Linked DNA regions of Capsicum annuum: region 1 is linked to region 2. A link is a contact called in public Hi-C data. All regions are on one chromosome and are shown on one strand. The core of a region is the stretch at or near the end of the contact, and the rest is flanking DNA. Distances in the headings are between cores, read along the strand shown. Region 1 has its middle 14 kb from the start of LOC107847302. Region 2 has its middle 73 kb from the start of LOC107847802.

What was found. A called contact is a pair of places that touch in the nucleus more often than the background predicts.
Region 1: a Hi-C map of leaf shows a contact between it and region 2, with 1.8 times the contacts expected there. The contact joins two enhancer-like sites. A contact is called at or near these places in 2 of 5 Hi-C or Micro-C datasets (leaf and placenta).

Annotation. Positions count from the first base shown.
Region 1 is chr11:61,167,295-61,171,153 of UCD10Xv1.1, forward strand. No RefSeq gene overlaps it. Among protein-coding and RNA genes, the nearest start is that of LOC107847302, 14 kb to the left of the region's middle. Within about 2 kb of position 1,252, at least 2 of the 5 cell types and tissues checked have an H3K27ac peak or open chromatin away from gene starts, as enhancers often do. A contact at or near this core is called in leaf, where this site is marked.
Region 2 is chr11:61,029,740-61,033,659 of UCD10Xv1.1, forward strand. No RefSeq gene overlaps it. Among protein-coding and RNA genes, the nearest start is that of LOC107847802, 73 kb to the left of the region's middle. Within about 2 kb of position 2,277, at least 5 of the 5 cell types and tissues checked have an H3K27ac peak or open chromatin away from gene starts, as enhancers often do. A contact at or near this core is called in leaf, where this site is marked.

The sequences.
Region 1 (3,859 bases), core at 2-2,501, 140 kb after region 2:
CAATATGTATCAACCTTTAACACACTCCTCCCTTTAAGCCTATTAATTTTTCATGGGCCCTTTTAAGAAATAATCATAAATCCTTCTTAAGGGATAATTTCATAGACTTCCCTCAAGATTTTGACTTATAACACATTCCTCCCTTGTGTAACAAAGTATTATACATACCTCCCTTCTTTGATACTTTCCTCCGTACCATTTTATATGATATAATTTGATTAGACACGGAGTTTAAAAAATAAGAAAAGAATTGATAATGTTTATCAAAATTATCTTTTATTAAAAAAAAAATATTACTATTATCTTTAATTAAGTGAAGCCTTACAAGTGAGACCAATACGGATAAAAGTGGAAGCATGTTTTTAAATATTTACCAAATAAGCAAAGGTGATATTCTTTTTAGGACGGATCAAAAAAGAAAATAACGACACATAAAATGGAACGGGGGGAATAGTAGGTACAACAAAACTGTTTTGTAATCTATTTGATATACACTGATTATATATTAAGTATACACTTTACGCACGTAGATATTTTTAGCCGCCGAGCCAGCACTGTAAAGTGTTGATTGTATTGTTTCATTTGAAAACTAAGATTGTTTCGATAGATCTTCACATTCTTATTAACAAATTTTATCCAAAGTAATAAATGCATTCATTACTCGAATAAAACCTAAAGAAATACTATTATATAGGTACTCAGTACGAGATGGAATTATTGCGCCAAAGATGATTATTAATGTCTATAAAATGTTTGTTGGTGGTTCGTTTTTGCTTTCATTGCTGGAATCATCATTTGCACAAAGTGGGTGAATATACTTAAATGATGTCCACAAAAATGGACCTAATTTAATTTTTTGTTGATGGATTCATGTCAGTTTTTGGAACCCAGGACCACATATAATAATTATTAAATGCAATATGCATGTTTTTTAGTTCTTGCTCAAAAGTTTTTGAATTCCATGTGCTAATTCTTGATAAAAACAGGACAGTGATAAATGACCACAATTTTTTTGCCTAAATTTGGTCATAATTGTGAAAAGATTTACATAGTCTTGTGAGTCTTTTCTCAAATAAATTTTTACACATGTTAAAAATATCAAAAGATTAACTAATTTATAGTATGAACCTAACTTTTTTCTATTGTGGATAAATTGTGGTAAAAAAATTGTGGCCAAAAGGATTTTTTCGATTAAAAATAGGCTAGAGTTGGGATTTAAAATGGGAAGTGTTAAATGACCACAATTTTTTGGCCCAAAAAATGACCACAAATGTATAAAGACAATTCTAACCTTTTACTATCCTCTAGATTTGAAACTTTAATGCAACTAAAATTTATGTTGGATAAATTATGACTATCATTAAATGTGGAAAAAAATATTTATTTAACTTTAAAATAGGAGATTCACCAAACTTCACCTTGTACTCATTCTCACCGTTCCTTTTTTCGTGCTTCTCCCTCTATTTCTCTTGAATCTTTTTTTTCATCAAATTCTAAAACTAATTTTATTATATATTAATCATAATTCTTTAAAATGTTTTTGAGTAAAGGTCGTCAATGATTAACTAAATTTTGAACTTATCACATAAATTTATTTATTTATTTATTTATTTATTTATTTGTCATATAAAAATCATTCAATTCTAAAGTTTATCACAAAAGTATTTTTCTTAAAATATTAACTAGGCTAGGCTTAACAAATATGAAAAATATTATTTTTATAATGTGTCACCATTTATCATGTCTAAAATATTTTGAATTTTGATTATCATTATTGAAATATTTTTAAATTAGAATTATAAATTATTTAAATATAGTTTAAATTTATTAAAATATAATAATTAATTAAAACTGTTTAATTAGAGGTCATATTAATAATGAATATAAGTAATATTCATAAGTTATCAAATTATTGTAACATAGAGGTACAAAACTACAACAATAATATGTCTTGATATCTTTAATTGTTGTTAACTAAGGTCCACACATGTGAACTTTGTGATGTTCATGATTTCTATAATGTGTCAATATCTATTATGTATATAATGATTTAATTTTTGACTGCCGCTAGTGAAATATATTAAATTATATTTATAATTTATTTAATATACAATTTTAATTTTATTTGAATATAATATTACTTAATTAGAGATCATATTAATAAAAAATATAAATTATGATTTACAAATTATAAAATAGGCGTAACATAAGGACGTAAGACGACAACATTAATGCATAACTGTCATGAGTTGTTGTTAACTAGGATCAAAATACATGAACTATATGATTTTTATAATATATCAATGTCTATCATGTTTAAAGTATTTTGAATTTTGACTGACGATATTGAAATATTTTGAAATTATATTTAAATTATTTAAATAGAATTTAAATTTATTTAAATGTAATATTTAATAAAATTGCTTAATTAAAGAACATATTCATAACAAATATCAGTAATGATTCACAAATTATCAAATCAGCATAATATAGGGGTCCAAGACTATACATTAATGCGTCTTGATATCTTTTAGTTGTTGTTAACTGGGGTTAACATATGTGAACTGTATAATTTTTAGGAGTCTAATTTAGTTCTTCGTCGCGTAGTAAATAGAAGAGAAAATCGAATTTGATTCTTTGTTTTTAAAAAAAAAAAAAAATAGGAGTAAGCTTGTGACACGTTCACTAAAAAGAATATGTTATAATGTGTCGAAGTTTATTTTGTCTAAAAGTGTTTTGAAATTTTAATTGTTGTTATTATTCAAATTATTTAAATATGTAGTTTAAATTTATTAAAAGTTGGCTCGGACATCATGATTATAAAAGAAATAATTTAAACATAATTAATAATTAGAGGTCGTATTAGTAACATATATAAATAATAATTGACAAGTTATCAAATCAGCGTAACACGGGAGCATAAGCCTCTCCACAATATTAGCGGACGACTTTTTAGGATTGTTGTTAACCAAATTGACACACATGAACTATATATGAGTTTTATAATTTTTATAATGTATTGATGTCCACCATGTCTAAAATAAGACTCGTATTTGATAGCAACTAACCCTTATAAAAGATACTAAATTGATATTTAAGGTATATTAATAAATAAATATATATTTATAACTAATATTATAAAAATAATTAATTCATATTTTTTGATAACTTTCCACGACCCACATAATTTAATCAAAAGAAAAAAAAAATATGAGTCTATAAACTTGTTCAACAATAAAATTCTACTTTAATTCAAAAATTAAAATAGTAATGTAGTTAATAAGTTATGCTAGATGAAGAAAATAATTGGATAAATATCATTTTTTTTCTTTTAATGCTAAGTGAAGAAATTTAGAAATATTAAATAACTTATGATAATTTGTATGATTGAATGACTTTGGTTAATATTAATTTATCTTTCTAATTATATTTGAAGTTTTATTTAAATATGTACTAATTTTACATCTATATTTTTTGTAAATATGATCTCTTATTAGGTAATTTTACTAATTATTATGGCTAACTAAATTTGAACTACACATTTAAATACTTTCAAATATAATTTTAAAATACTTTAATAATGACAATCAAAATTCAAAATATTTTAGACATGATATATATCGACATATTATAAAAATCATAAAATTATATAGTTGATATGTGTCAACTATTGCTATTTGCTAGCAACAACCCAAGAGAGTCACGTCATAATGTTGTAGTTTTTCTCCCTTATGTTACGTAGATTTTGATAATTTTCTATCATTACTTATATTTGTTATTAGAAAAATATGAACATAATCAAGAAAAAAAATGGCATTTATCCAATTATTTTAGTTCATTGTGGCCATTGTGGCCAAAA
Region 2 (3,920 bases), core at 1,027-3,526:
TCTATAAATCTTTTGATAATTTTAATTTCTCTCTTTAATTGGTCTGCTCCTTGAAGAGCATTAAACTTGACAGCAAAAGTAAACATGTCTCTTTTCAATTAGCGGAGAAAAATAAGTAACGAATAAAATTATTTTTAAGAAAATCAAAGAATTGAAGAAGCAAAGAAAAATTCATTAAATCAAGTGAGAATAAAAAAGGTTTAAAGAGTAGGATAAAGAAAAAACGAATAGAAAACTAGAATATTGAACGAAAGTAATGGTTTATCTTGAATAGGAAAAAAATGTAACTATTTTAACATCACATCTTTTATTTGAATTAAGAAAATATTACTTCCTCTACTTTAATTTGTTTAGCTCTTTTTTTTTTTTTTTATATATCAAAAAGAATGACTCTTTCCTCTTGTAGTAACAATTTGATCTCAAATTTTCGCATTGTCATATTTAAGATTACAAGGGCAAAGAAAATTTTAATACATTTAATATATCGTTAATTTAAGACGTCGTGATTTAAAAAATAATTTTTATTTTCTTCAACTTTGTGTGAAGACAAAATATCAATAAATTGAAAAAAACAACGTATATAAGTAAAATTGTTGTATTATGCAATGAAAAGAAAATGAGATCCATATATTACAAAGAAACTGAAATAGTTATATACAAGCATATCTATTTATGTCCATGCGAAGCGCGAATATGTTTGCTAGTTACTAATAAAACTCTAAAATTATGATCTTCAACATATATCTTATTTCAGTTCTATACATTCAACAAGGAAGCACACTGATATTTGCTGTTTCTTTCTTCCATTTTCATTTTAGTATTTCTTCACTTTCTTAATTACTCTTCCTTTCGTTTTTCATTTCGTTAAAGAGAAATATAATTTTATATATTTCTATTTCATATTGTTTGATATAAACATCATAAATGATCTTAATATCCTTTGGTTGAATCCCACTGTTGAGTACAATATATGTTAATGGCTATATAGTGGTAGACAAACTTATCATATTTTGTTTATAATTTTTTTTTTTTGGTTAACGTTTATAAACTATATATTGTGAGCAAGATCAAATTGATTAATGAGGGAAAGGGCAAACTAAGAAAATGTAAAATGTTTTTAAAGTGAGTTCAACTCAAAATTAACAACGTTTTATATGGATTTGTGACGCCTAATAATTTTCAATTTTACATGAGGGGTGTGTTTTTGTTATATAGAGGAATGTATTTCTTGTTAATTTTTCAGTGTTTGGTTGCACTAAAATCTTTTCTATAAAAATATTTTATGAGTGATTTATTTTCCTAAATTTAATCTTGTCTAGTGAAAATAAATAAATAAATGATGCTTAATAGTATTTATTTTTTTTAATCTATAGAATAAGAAGATTGAGAATAACTCAAATAACAAGTCATTGGATTGCATATTTACTTTTCGAAATACCGTGAAGGTGAATATTACTTAACATTTCTTTTAAAATACTTAGTTGAGTTTTACATATTCATCTATCATTGATTTTCATATTATTGTAATGCATCTCAAAATTATCATATTTTATTATTGTCACATGTTTCAAAATAATCGATATTTGAAAGAAAATTATAATGTTTTGTCATCTCAAAATTATCAAGAAGGTACTAATAAAATTAATGAGTATTTTCTTTTAGAGATGTAAATTGCATAATATGATAATAATATATTTTATAAAAAGAAGATTTTTTTTAATTATTATTTAAAGTTAAAGTTATTTGAGTTGATTTGCATTTCATAATAATTTTTATATAATTTCTTTGTTTATTTGTAAAATTATATTGAAAGTTTTATTTTCTATGAGTTTCTTTAATCATATTTTTAATTGTTTCAAACTATTAATTTATTATTTATAATTCTTTTTTTATTATACTATTTTACTATATTATAAATTATAAATTTAAAGATCCATGGGGCTTATGCTCCATTGCCTTGTTCAATGCTAAGTAAAATGCCCTGCATCACGTGCCAGTCTTTTAAAACATTGTTTTCAATATTAGTTTATATATATTGAGCTAGGTAGATCGAGGAATTAAGTTTTATGATTTTATATTTATTATTTATTGTAATTTTGTGATTTTAATACCAATATTTGTGCATCATGTCTTAATTATTTTTTTTTTCAACCTTCTTAATTATTGAGTAATGATAAACCCGATATTTATAATTTGCATTTGCCTATGACTATACAAAAGCAATCAAATATTGAAGAGATAAATTATATCTATCACTTGAAATGTCATAATCTATGTTTAGTGTGCTGAATTATACACTTACGTCAAAGATTCATTTTTGCCACGTAAAGAAATTTTGCATTGCCTTGCTCTTTCAAACTTATTTTTATCTTTAGAAATCTATCAATTTCCTAAAATAGAATTCACATGGGAAAAAGAAACAGCGAAAGTGAAATACACAGAAAGAAAATCCTTACAAATTAACGAGAATAAAATATCATGATCATAATTCATAATTACAGGAACAAATAATGAACAGATGTTTATTATGCCTATTTATAAGGAAATAAAGCCCCTTTAATCTTTGTTCTTTCTTGTTTTCACTTTTCTCCACTTTCTTATCTTTATAATTTTGTCGGTTATTTTACTTATTTAGTTGCTTTTATTACATGAATGAATATCACTGCAGAATTTTATTTTGTTGGAATTATAGATAAAATATGATAAATAAAAATATTTGTAGTAATAATAGAAAATTTGACAGACTTGATCAAATTTTAATATTAAACACAAAACTCGACTGGAAAAGAGTATATGCTTTGGTTAACTTTAAAAGTTACTAATAATATATCATCCCGAATTCAAAGAAAATATAAAAGTTTGATATATCTTGAAATATTGTCACTGCCCACAATGAAATCTATGCTTTCTCATCGTAGGTACTTGTCAATCTGCCACCTGAAATACTTCTCAAATCAAACAGCGGAAATAGTAATAAAAGTGGAAGCTCAGACCGATGAGAGGAGCATGCTTTTCTCTCGGTGCATGTTACCAAGGCTTCACTAACCTACGCCTCTGCAGATATGGCTCGCTCCTCCACCTCGTCTCCGACCAAACTTGTCATGCTGGTGGACTGCTCTAGACCTAATTTCCCCCCAATTACTTTTGGGAGTTACCTTCCGCCAACATTCTTGTCCGTTCCAGATCATGAGGAGGTAAAATCAACTGATTCGAACTCAAAAGGGTCAATACAACTTCGAGATTTTGGGGATTCCGGCTTATCTTACCGTCGACTCCAATTCACAGATGCATATGCTGTCATACACCAACCTCCAGCTGTCAAAAACGACTACCAACAGAATCGGCAGGCAGTAAAGGAGAAAACTCTTGCTTATATTGCTCCAAACACCAAGGATGGTAAAAAAATTGTCACGATTGACGAAGATGACCTCAAAGCTCAGAAGGCATACTGGAAGACTGCTCTGATTGGCTATGTGTTGGGAGACACACCTTTTGTCAAAAGCATGGAAGGTTATGTTTCAACGGTACGAAAAGGGGTGAAAAGGCCTCCTAGCCCATGATAAGGGTTACTTCATATTCCATTTTGCTTCTCATGAGGATTGAGATACTATCTTGAATGGGGTCCATATATTTCACGACCCAAAAATCAAGGGCCATAATGGCACTTGTTGCGGCGAATCTTGACAAGAAAGTCTATCACCCAAACTGATACACTAGGAAAAAAGACAACAATAATCCCAAGGAAAGGCTTCTAGAACCACATACATATATTAAAAACGGAAAGAAACACAACCAATAATGCCATAACTCTCAAAGCCTGGTGTCTCAGTGTAAGAACTACTAATACGATCCATGAATCAAATACATAAGAAATCCAATAAGAATACCTCTATCGCTAAATACTAGTAAAAACATAGTCT